Regions from separate parts of the Sus scrofa genome. Here regions 1, 3 and 4 are each linked to region 2. The links are chromatin contacts, called in public Hi-C and HiChIP or PLAC-seq maps. All regions are on one chromosome and are shown on one strand. The core of a region is the stretch at or near the end of the contact, and the rest is flanking DNA. Distances in the headings are between cores, read along the strand shown.

Region 1 (2,700 bases), core at 76-2,575, 110 kb before region 2:
GTGTCACTTCGTCGCTTGCCTCCGCAGTATGGTTTTCTCAATTAGTGGTCGTTCTGGGAGGCCTGCTTAACAGCTTATGAGAAACAAATATTAACACAAATTGTGTAATTATATTACACTCTCAGATTCCTCCAAGATGCAAAGTGGTTTTCAGCTAAGAACACGCCAGCAATAAAACATCCTATAGTCAAAGGAAGCGCGCGCTCAAAGGGAACCATGAGACTGGATCCGAGCGACTTTCACAGTTTATTTTCATGGTATTTAAATTATGATACCAGTGGGTATTTTTAATTAGTGTGCACTTGTCTACATAAGCCATGTTGGCAAATTTGACTCATTCATACAGTAGTTGCTGTAAAAGAGGCCAGCACAGCCTGCAGGAATTAAAATTAAAAGTTTCTGCAAGCTGTTGTCGACATGACCATATCTCATTAACTTTAAAAATGGAGATTATTTGCCTGAAAGCTTGATTTGACTAGCAGTAATCAAATATTAGGCTCAGCGGAGTGAAGGGTGGGGGGAGTGCCATTGTTGTGATATATACCGCTAAGTGTTTTGCAGTTCGCTTTAAATAGCAGTATAAGATGTGTGTTTTGACAAAGGGAATAGGAAAGAGAAACACAGACATATGGCCTCAAAAGTATTATTAGGATAGTTTTATTTTAGTTTAAGGCTCATTATTTACTAAGTTTCCAGAAGACAAATATGATTGTGCCGATTACCAGTTCTTCCCTCCTTAAGGAGGCAACTTAATTGTCTGAAGGAGCTTCCCCTGCTTGATCAAAGTTTCAGTCTTAGAAACGGGGCCTATCTCGTGATAATCTTTCCTTTTCTCATCTGGTAAATTGGCATGAACCTTAAATTTGTATCCCGGCTTCATCCCATTGTTTTAACGGAATGTGATGAAAAGGTTGCAAAATAGCGCGTAAAATGAACCCCAAGAAAAGAGCCCTCCCCTTATCTCATCTACTTTCCAAATAGCTTGTTATTTGAATGAGGTATCTGAGCAAAAAAAAAAAAAAATCTCCTTTTGCAAGTAATTAAGGATCTAAGGTTGAAAACCTGAAGTTGCTGAAATACGGTAGACGTAGTCCCATTTTAGATCTCGTTTTATAGTTTCACATGCACAAAGGAACATTTGTAACGCCTAAGTGTAAACTGGAAAATGAAGATGCATTTGGGGGGGAAAAAACGCAAAGAAAAAAGGTGCAGTTAAACAAAAGACCAAAGATAAAGTCTTAAGCCTTTTTATGTCTCCGAGCTGAGAACATGTTCTGCATTTTACTCAAGGACCATGAGGCTAGAATGTAAGTAACTGGTTTTTGCATTAGGCTCTCCCTGGAGGTAGCAGAAAAATATCATGTCCCTGCATGAAATGCGAATGTGAAATCTACCAGAAAGAAATATTTATGACCATTTTATGCTTGATTAGGCTTGGATGACATCTGTTAGAAGACAGGGACTGGACAAAGAGAGAGACGCTCGGGGGCAAATGTTAACGGAGTTGTTTAGACGACGCTAGGGCAGAAGCGTCCATTTACTGCCAGGCAAAACACAGGAATTGTGTTAGCGAGAGTGCAGCTGACAAGAATCCACGGTGATGGAGACACTGTAAACTGACTCGATGAAATCGGTGGATACAGCTGTTGATAGTCACCTCTCGCTGCCTCAGTTTATGGGCAGGTATCTAGGCGAAACCCTGATCCAGTAACTTCCCGGGAGCCGATGCGTTCATAAAGTTACACACATGTGACTCAGCTATAAAAAGAGATCATCTTCACTTTTTCAAGTGAGTTTTACATTCTCCTGCCAGACAGACTTAGCAGCACCAGGAAACATTTCTCTATCTCTCAGCGAAAGGAGAATTAATTAAATGACACACTTGCTTCTGGATACTGCTGCGACTGAAGTTTCTTTTCTTATCATAAGTCTCCCCCCTCCCTCCTCACCCCCCTCCCCTCGCTTAAAAAAAAAAAAAAGAGAGAAATGTAGGCCCCTCAGTTCTATAGAAGCACTTCATCACTTTAAACAGGGCAAATGTTTGCCTAAAAAAGAAAAAAAAAAAAAACTTTTCCAACACTGGCAAACATTTTATCAATGGTTAAACATTTCAGTGCTCAAGTCCGTGCTGTTTGTCTGAAGCCATGGTTCCACCACGAGTGGAGGTATGAACAGTTATTTCATTCTGGTTCTTTTCCCAGCTTCTTTTCCTGTAAATTTTCTCTGTCTGGAATGCTGATGGGAAATGTTATTTTGTTTTTGTTTGCAGCAGTTCTGTTGTTTTGATTTTGTCTGAGTGGTATGGAAAACAGTACGTCACTTAGAGTGGGTGTTTTGTCTACCGGCCATTTGGCCATTGCACATATATTTCTCATACTTATTACATGATGACAAGGGAACCAAAAAGGCACAATTTTTCCAGTTGAATTTTTCTTTCCAGTTTAATAATAGTGAAAAAAGAAAACAAAAGTTAATAGATTTAGCAGTTTGATGGTACTCGCAATGTGATCGCTGACATTAGGTGCTTTTGTTTTTTTCCTCCATTCCTTGTGGTTGAGGAGCTGTTTAAGTGAAGGTCAGATTAATGCATAGATCAGTTTTTACAATAAACTGCCTGTGGATAGTGTTTCGCTTTTTGCAGAGAGTTGTGAAATGCTGTAATTTAAGTAGGAAAATTCATAAAAGGATAATAAACAATTT
Region 2 (2,700 bases), core at 95-2,594:
CTTTTGTCTCCTTTGCTGCCAGATTACTGGGGGGGGTGGGGGGTGGAAATTGCCTGTTCCGCTGCTGACCTGATTGAAATTCAGGCCTTTGCTTGATTGGAAATATTATCAATATGCTTTCTGGTTTGTAGTAACCTGCATTAACAGCTCAAATGGAAAAATACTTTCCAGTAAAACTCCTGAAATGACCGGGTTAGAATCTGTTGCTTTTTTTTTTTTTTTTAATTGAGGGAAACTAGGTAATCACTGATGTCACCACTACTCCTTTTCCTCATATATTTTGAGGAAAAATGTAAAAATGTTAGAGTTTTGTTGTTGTTTTTAAGGATGGGCCAAAAAAGTTTTTCTGTAAATTGATGGTAGATTAGAGAGGTGATTTCTAGAACTGCCGAAAATGATGAAATTAACCTGGCACTTAAATCATGCCAGTTGAGCCAACAAAGTTTAGCATATTGGTGACTTTTTTTTTCCACACTGTACTCTGTTTTAAATAGCATTAAAGAGCAGTAACTATTTCTGATAGAGGTCATCTTAAAGTGCTCAGTGAGAGTAGCCTGTGTTGTTGCTGTTGTTGTATAAATAAGAAAGGAATTTAGAGAATTATTTCTTAGCGAACGAGTGGCAGATGCTTTCTTCAGCAGCTGTCGTTCTAGAGGGGAAGTAGCTTGGTTCAGCGACGAGGCACGTTGGTGGTTATTTATTTCAACCCCTGTGTCGGGTTAGTTTCCCTCCGCGCGCACAAGCACACTCTGGCGAAGCCGACTCTTGGAAAGAAAGGGGGCGGGGGGAATCAAAGAGGCTGAGGCTTGGTTAAACCAGGGACGTGAAGCGAAAGTTCTCCCGCAAAGGCCGTTTTCGAGGAAGTTCTCCTGTGCTGTCTTTGAGCCCCGCATCCCCTTCCGATTCTAAACAGTTGCTCCAAGCAGTCAGGGCGTGCGCCGGGCGCGCCGGTTCCCCTGCTTTGCCGCTCGGGTTGTTCTGAAAGGCTGGGACAACTCTTTGTCAGTTTCCAAGAGGAAACAAACACGCCACCCCACCAAAAAGCCCCGACCCGGCAGCCCCGGCTGGAGGGAGAGATGCGCGCCGCGCCCGGCTTCCCAGACGTCAGCCAGAGGCGGGTCAAAGGGTTAACAGCAATTAAGCAGAGTTGCTCCCGAAACAAAAGCAGGGTCTCCGCCGAGCGCGATTTCACCTGCCGCGCGGAGGGGGCCGGGGGCGCGGGCGCGGGGCGCGGGCCGCGGAGCCCATTGTGTGGGGCGCGGCGCGGCGCGGCGCGGGGTGTTTAGAGGCGGGTTGTGATTGGTGGAGCAGGGCGGGGCGGGTGGGCGCGGCGCGGTGCGTCTTGTCAGCCCGCGAGCCGGAGCGCCCCTGCGCGCGTGCAGTCCGCCTGCACGCCGAGGCCGCCGGACCCCACGCCCGGCCCGCGCGGGCGCCCCGAGCCGGCTCCCCGCGCCTGGCGGCTACATGGAGAGTGTCAGGTTGGTCCCCATGATTGATCTTTGCCGTTCTGCTCTCCTTCCCCGGGCTCCGCGGTGCCAGCTTCCTGGGGCCTCGCTGGGGAAGGCAGGAGCGCCCGAGGGTTTCTAAGTTGAGTCTTTCGGAAAAAATAATAATAACAATCGCTGTTTACCAACTTGGGTGGGAGTTGTGCTCTGGAAGTGGAGGCGGGGGAGGGGGTGGAGGGGTGGGAAGAAGCAGCTCCAGGCCTGTGGGTCCTGGAAGAGAGAGATTTTACCCCCCTTTCTCTCTCGCTCTCCCTTTTTTTAAATGTTCATGGGTGGGGTGTAGTTGAGAGTTGGAGGAAGTCCTGCTTGTGTTTTGCTCTCGCGCTCTCGCTCGTTCTCTTTTTCTCGTTCGCGATTCTTTTTCTGCCGGTCTGGCCTTCAGGCAGCCACTTTGGTAAAGCCCTCGCCATCACTCCATTCGGGGGACGTATCTGGGGTGTGATTTATGTCACTTTTCAGAGCGTGTGAAATATACAAGGAGCCTTCCGTCTCAGCGTAACCCGGGTGGATGTTTCTTTGCTTCTGATAGTTTGTTTCTATATCTGTCTAGGCTATTTTCAGCTTAGCTGTTCAAATTCAAGGAGTTCATACACAGTTAAGGGTGGAGGGAGACGAATAGAGCCCCGTACCAAGACGGCCAGACCGGCGGAAGGACACTTAGGCAGGTTGAGGAGCCTTAGCCTCTGTTGCAGTACTTTGCTGGTTAATTAAGTAGTGAGTGGGGTTTGGGTAGGACGCGAAGCCGACTGAGGAATTGCTACGGGGTACTCCCATCCGAACCGGCTCTGAATGTAGCTAACTCAACTGTCAGATCTGCCTGAAAGAGGGTCGGTCGTGGAAACAGACTTTCTCCCCCCACCACCCCCCTCAAGTGTCGTGATGGGAAGGAGGGGATCTTTAGGAAGTGGGTGGTAAAGTTTTAGAGCAAAGTACATATAGACTCTTCCTCTTTGGGATTAACTCCTTCAAGGCCTGCCGGTTAGGAGTGAAATATCTAATAATTTTATATTCTTGTCCACACAGACCAAATGTTCTAATCAAGCCAATTTAAAAATGCAAATCACCTAATTTCCATAGATTCCAACATTTTGAAAGTGACACATTTGGGGGAAAAATTAAGCCTGATAACAGGAAATGTGAATCATACTATCAATGACTAATCTGCTTAAGAAAAAAAAAATAAGTTACATTTATT
Region 3 (2,700 bases), core at 155-2,654, 66 kb after region 2:
TTCTTATTTACGTGTAAACGGTGATCCCCAGCTGCCCTGCAGAACTTCTCCCTGGCAGCCTTTTATTTGGGTGGTAACAGTGTACTCAATTATATGTCATGACAGCGTTCATTGGTGGGGACGGAGAAAGGCTGGCCATCCACAAGCCTGTGATCCACTGTGAACTAGACCCACTGCCTAGTCAATGCATGAACATCCTGGTAACTTATATTTTCCTTTTTGTTTCTCCATTTCACTTAATGATTTTCTATGTATTGTTGCAGACATCTCAACAGTGAGCATGCGCTGGACGATAGAAGTACAGCCCAATGTAGAGTACAAATGCAGGTTGTACAGCAGTTAGAGCTCCAGGTAAAACCACATTTATTTTTGATATTACCTCAGTATTCCTCCACTTCCAAATTTCTGTAGTGTTCTGTAATGAGTTCCTGTGTACTCATTATTGAATGGAAGGTTCCAAACCTGTCGTTGTCCTTTATTTTGTTTTATTATTTCATTTTCTTTATTTTATTCTCTGGGAAGGTTCAGCTTCAGTTCATTCTTGGGCACTGCCCCTCAGATGTTTCAAAGTTCTGTGCCTCTGTGTATACACTGCCGACCCTCAGTCACCACTGCTTTTTAGCTCTTCCATCTCTCTCTCACTTTACCTCCCTTCTCTCTTCTCCTTTTACCTTCTCTGGTTATCTGTTGTTGGGTTTAAGCCCCTTCTATAGCTAATGTTATCCGTCCAAAATGAGGAAGACAAGCTGGCAAGAGAGATGGGGAGCGAATGAATGGAATTTGAGAGAGCACACGCGTGCACGAGCGTGGAACATGTGCAAGCCCTGTTCTCCAGAGTTAAAATAGAAACTGTGTGTGGATTTATGCATCATGCTTCATTGTCCCCTGGTCCCTCCATCACTAAGAACAATTGAGAGTTCATTGCACCCATTTTAAATATGCACACACGCCCATGCATACATACAAGCACATATTCAGGATTCAGGTGTGTGTGTGTGTGTGTGTGTGTGTGTGTGTGTGTGTGTGTATGTGTATATATCATGTTTATATCATATATACATGGGGAGATAATCTTGAATTTGGAAATCCACTAGGCCATTGAGATTGTGTTTTATGACTCCAGAAAATTAACTTCTGCAAATTTTCCTGTGGATCACAGTTGTGAGGGATAGGGGCACATTTTAAAGATGGGTTCCACCTCCTGATGTAACTTGTTGATGAGCCACCATATTTTAACAGTAATTCCTTCCTTGGTATAATTAATAGTGAATTACTTTCTAAAAGTAAAAATTGGGTCAGAAATGGAGATTATTAAAATGTACAATTGCAGAAGCCTGACCCTACAAACCCCATTTATGCAGCCGAGTTCCAAAATGCTTTTGAGTGCCTGATGACTCACTGTGGCTTCTTCCTCTGGCTGGTTTCGTGTAGGCAAGAGGTTAGCCGACTAGGGGAAATTAAAACAATGTTGTACATTATATTGTTACCAGCCATCGAAAAGCCTATTTTGTATGCAAGACAGCAATGCCGAGATATATGGAGAGCCCTAGGCTAAGTACAGAAGATAATTACATTTGGAATTTTACTGAGTTAAGTCATTTACAGCTTCAAATAGTTGCAGAGAAAAATCAGCCAAAACACACTTAAACTTTTTGTTGTGACTTTCCAGGATAGAAAGGATTTTTAAAAATGAGTTATCATCTTATATGACAAATGACCTTCTTTTAAGTGAGAGTATTTCCAGAGTTATTTTCTTTAAGTAGTTAATATTTTTCCATTCAGACTACAGATATGAACTTATTAGGGCAGTGGGGTATTTATATAGGCCAAGGGCCCATCATGAAATCCTCAAATTCTTACATAAGTCTTGTTTAAATTTAGCATGTTTAAATTTAGCACGTTTAAATTTAGCATGTTTAATTTAAATTTACAGGTTTAAAATTAGCATGTTTATTGGGAAGGAAATAAGGAGTGTATTTGTCTCACCCCCTAGAGTTCACTTGTGATTGAAGCCTGGTAAGGCTTTGAAGAATCGGATTTAACAGCACAAGCTGCATGGCTTTTGCTCTCTGCATTTATATGTCTCAGTGGTGGTGTTGATAAAAGTGATACAAGTTCCTGCATTTTTTTAATTTAATTGATAAAATTAAATTATTAATGATCAGCTAGAGTAAATTGTTTACCAGAGCTGTCATGGCTCACCTGGGATGGTATTCCAGTCTGCAGATTTGAGTGTGGGGCCATTGCTAATTACTCAGGAACTGATTATCTGTTTTATTCATTATTCCTCACTGTCTACGAGAAGCAAGCAGAAGGAAAGAAGTTAGACTCCCAGTAAGGCGGATGACTCTCTCCTGGCAATTTGAATGTTGTGTTTTGGTGAATGTGGCCTGGGAATGGTGCACGCCCATAGGATGATTCTTTGATTATTTGTGGATTTCATTTATTCATAGGTTTCCCTTCATCCTCCAGCCCTACGTCAAACCTAAGCAGGCTTTTCAACTTTTGATAGGAATCAGAGGAACTCATCTGACTGGAAGTTTCTATGTGGTAGTTACCTGCAGTGTTTCTAATAGTAATTTTGCTAGTGAGTCTGCGTTAATGGAAGAAAGGAGAGCTAAGTCTGAAGAATTCAATTTCTTCCAAGTTTGATATAGTTGTTAGTATGACCTGGTGCTTGTCAAGAGCAGGGGTTGGAAA
Region 4 (2,700 bases), core at 131-2,630, 73 kb before region 2:
TTCCTCCTGCTCATGGTAGTGGAAGCCATTATTAACAAAAGGGAGCACTGCATAAAGGTGACAGAGATCTGGCAAGTAGAGGCGTGACGCCATCTCCCCTGTGCTGATAACATTATGGGTCAGAAACAGTGAATGTGGAAACAAATATCATTTCCCTGAAGTGTTCTGCCATTTTAAAGAGACATATCTCACTAGCAGACTCTCTCTCTCTCTAATATGCATACATATATATGTACTATATATGTTTTATATAAATGTACATTTATATATATATATTATATATTTTCCCCACCAGTAATTTTTTTTTACGTTGTATTTCTGAAAGAAAGAAAAATAGATTTTAAAATGTAAAAACCTGTTCTTCAATTGAGGATGCAAAAATCTCATTGCAGTATTTATTCCAAACCTGTTCTCATAATGTTCAGTCAAGGAGAAAACAGCAAAAAACAGTTGTTGATGGACTTAGCACAGAACTGGATTAAATAAGCATTAGTCTACTGAAGCTGATTACAGGAATATGAAAATGCAGTATCTTAATGGTACATATTTTTATGTGGCAGCGCAGTTGCCTTTCATTTTGCAGCTAATATGTCTATTCTTATGAGTCATTTACTTCTTTAATTACCTTTTGCAGGCAAGGCACCATGGTATATTAATGTGAATGATTTTTACTGCCAGTTTATCATACAATGCCCCAGAAGTTGAAAGGCGTAATTGACTTGGAAGAACAGCTCATGAAGGAAACAATATTTAGTTGACAGTTTTCCTTGTACTGTCTGTTGACGTTTATGAGTTTACACTATGCTAAAGGAGTAATAAACACAATTTTCTTTCAATAACAGGAAAGGGTAGCTTCTCAAACACATTTGTGGAAAACACATTTGTTCATTTCTTGAATAATATGAAAATAACACATTTCTGGTGATCAGCCCTCTCAGATTGCCAATTGAATTAAACCTTTGAAGGTACATTTATAACCTGTCTTGGAGCATTAAGAGATATTAGGGTTCGTGTGATTGAATCGATTTAATGAATATTTAAATTATAGACAGATTTGGATAAATCGTGTTTAAGTCTGGGTGTTACAGTCAGACTATTTGGCCTCATCCTCCCAATTTCCAGAGGGAGGGAGAGTGGGAAGGAGCTTGGGAACTGTCTAGGAGAAGATTTTCTCTCTCCCAAGGCCAGGGGCAGTCATGACAGTACATTTTAGGAAAATAGACAAAGAGGAGACTATCCACACAACTCCTTATAAGGTCTGGGCTTTGAACAGTTAAACTCCAGACTTGGGTGGGTCGCTGCTGTCCCGGCGTCTGGAATGGTGCCTTGAGTTGACTTGGGGCCCTTAGCAAGTGCTCTGGTTTTAACCATCACTTGCATGGTCCCCCGGGGCCCAGCGCTGGCTCACTGGCTCTGGGCAGGCCCCGGTTTGGCACATTGGTTTAGAGGGAGTTAAACTTTTCACAGTTTTCTGGATTGTTTGCAGTTCAGTCCTGTGCAGCATAATGAAAGTTTTCTAGCCATCTGTTGTTAAGCTGGCGGGGAGCAAGGCCAGTATATCCAAACAAAGTTCTGGCCTGCTGTAAACGGAACCTGTCGGTTTAGCATAGCTTTCCTGACCCCTCCAATGAACGGGGCGGCTCTTGGTACCAGGCACCCACCGCCTAGAGCTTTCAAAGGGGAACTATTTTCGGGGTGGGGGGTGAGGTCCTGTTTACTTTTTCTTTCCATGTTCCTCTCCCTGGCTTGAACTAGTTTATACTTAATCTTTAAATGGATAAATGGTTCCTTGTCCCCCACCCTCACCCCCACCTCCTTTTTGGAAGAAGGAAGCATTACTTCTTCAGGGGAATTTAACTTTTAGAACGAGGTGTGAGTGTCCTTAAATGTGTGTGCAGTGGCTGTGATTCGAAAGAGGGCTCTAGCTAATTGTTTTTGTTTCATTATTTTGTCTTTCAGTGTTTGGGGACAAACAGTCCAGGCAGTGGAAGCTGCTATATTATAACTACTTAGCTTATATAACTAAAAGTGTTTCATGGCTTTCAACGGGCTTCCTGCCCTCGCCTTCTTCCGCATTTTGTATTTCATTATCAGAAGTTATTACACGGGATAACTTGGAGAACAGCCATTTGTTTGACAGTGCTCCCAGCTGTATAGGGTGCTTGCTCCTCCTCTGTTCTCATTTACAAGGTATATATATTGCTTTTTTTTCTTTTTCGGCCACACCTGCAGCACGCAGAAGTTCCCAGGCCAGGGATCAATCCCACGCCACAGGAATTCCCGGTAACGAACCTAGTATCCATGAGGACATGGGTTTGATCCCTGGCCTTGCTCAGTGGGTTAAGGATCTGATGTTGCTGTGAGCTGTGGTGTAGGTCGCACACTCGGCTCAGATCTGACGTTGCTGTGGCTGTGGTGTAGGCCAGCAGCTGCAGCTCTGATTCGACCCCTAGCCTGGAAACTTCCATTTGCCGCAAGTGTGCCCCCGCCCCAAAAAACATCCACACCACAGCAGTGACAATGCCAGATTCTAAACCGCTGAGCCATCTGGGAACTTTGCTATTGCTTTTAATTGCTCAGCTTAACTTTAAAATAATTTCATTGTTTTGCGGTATTCTGTAATACTTTTTTTTTTTTAACTCAGTGATTTTATTATATTTTTAGTTGTTCAGCAATCATCACAACCCAATTTTACATGTA

Evidence for each region. A called contact is a pair of places that touch in the nucleus more often than the background predicts. HiChIP or PLAC-seq counts read pairs in DNA pulled down with a chosen protein or histone mark.
Region 1: an H3K27ac HiChIP or PLAC-seq map of skeletal muscle shows a contact between it and region 2. The contact joins two enhancer-like sites. A contact is called at or near these places in 4 of 47 Hi-C or Micro-C datasets (embryonic fibroblasts and skeletal muscle) and 1 of 2 datasets of contacts at active chromatin or transcription factors (skeletal muscle).
Region 3: a contact with region 2 is called in a Hi-C map of alveolar macrophages, with 2.2 times the contacts expected there. The contact joins two enhancer-like sites. A contact is called at or near these places in 9 of 47 Hi-C or Micro-C datasets (alveolar macrophages, blood, heart right ventricle and 3 more) and 2 of 2 datasets of contacts at active chromatin or transcription factors (alveolar macrophages and skeletal muscle).
Region 4: a contact with region 2 is called in an H3K27ac HiChIP or PLAC-seq map of skeletal muscle. The contact joins two enhancer-like sites. A contact is called at or near these places in 13 of 47 Hi-C or Micro-C datasets (alveolar macrophages, blood, embryonic fibroblasts and 6 more) and 2 of 2 datasets of contacts at active chromatin or transcription factors (alveolar macrophages and skeletal muscle).

What each region holds. Positions count from the first base shown.
Region 1 is chr13:52,564,091-52,566,790 of Sscrofa11.1, reverse strand. All of the region lies in intron 6 of FOXP1 (forkhead box protein P1), which reads left to right. Among named protein-coding and RNA genes, the nearest start is that of FOXP1, 410 kb to the left of the region's middle. Within about 2 kb of position 1,325, at least 10 of the 83 cell types and tissues checked have an H3K27ac peak or open chromatin away from gene starts, as enhancers often do. A contact at or near this core is called in skeletal muscle, where this site is marked.
Region 2 is chr13:52,455,840-52,458,539 of Sscrofa11.1, reverse strand. The region is part of intron 7 of FOXP1 (forkhead box protein P1); the gene reads left to right. Among named protein-coding and RNA genes, the nearest start is that of FOXP1, 520 kb to the left of the region's middle. Within about 2 kb of position 1,344, at least 67 of the 83 cell types and tissues checked have an H3K27ac peak or open chromatin away from gene starts, as enhancers often do. A contact at or near this core is called in alveolar macrophages, liver, retroperitoneal adipose tissue and 2 more, where this site is marked.
Region 3 is chr13:52,389,620-52,392,319 of Sscrofa11.1, reverse strand. It overlaps FOXP1 (forkhead box protein P1), which reads left to right. Exons shown (of 21, transcript XM_021070841.1): 13 at 264-351. Among named protein-coding and RNA genes, the nearest start is that of FOXP1, 580 kb to the left of the region's middle. Within about 2 kb of position 1,404, at least 4 of the 83 cell types and tissues checked have an H3K27ac peak or open chromatin away from gene starts, as enhancers often do. A contact at or near this core is called in alveolar macrophages, where this site is marked.
Region 4 is chr13:52,528,466-52,531,165 of Sscrofa11.1, reverse strand. The region is part of intron 6 of FOXP1 (forkhead box protein P1); the gene reads left to right. Among named protein-coding and RNA genes, the nearest start is that of FOXP1, 440 kb to the left of the region's middle. Within about 2 kb of position 1,380, at least 26 of the 83 cell types and tissues checked have an H3K27ac peak or open chromatin away from gene starts, as enhancers often do. A contact at or near this core is called in liver, retroperitoneal adipose tissue, skeletal muscle and 1 more, where this site is marked.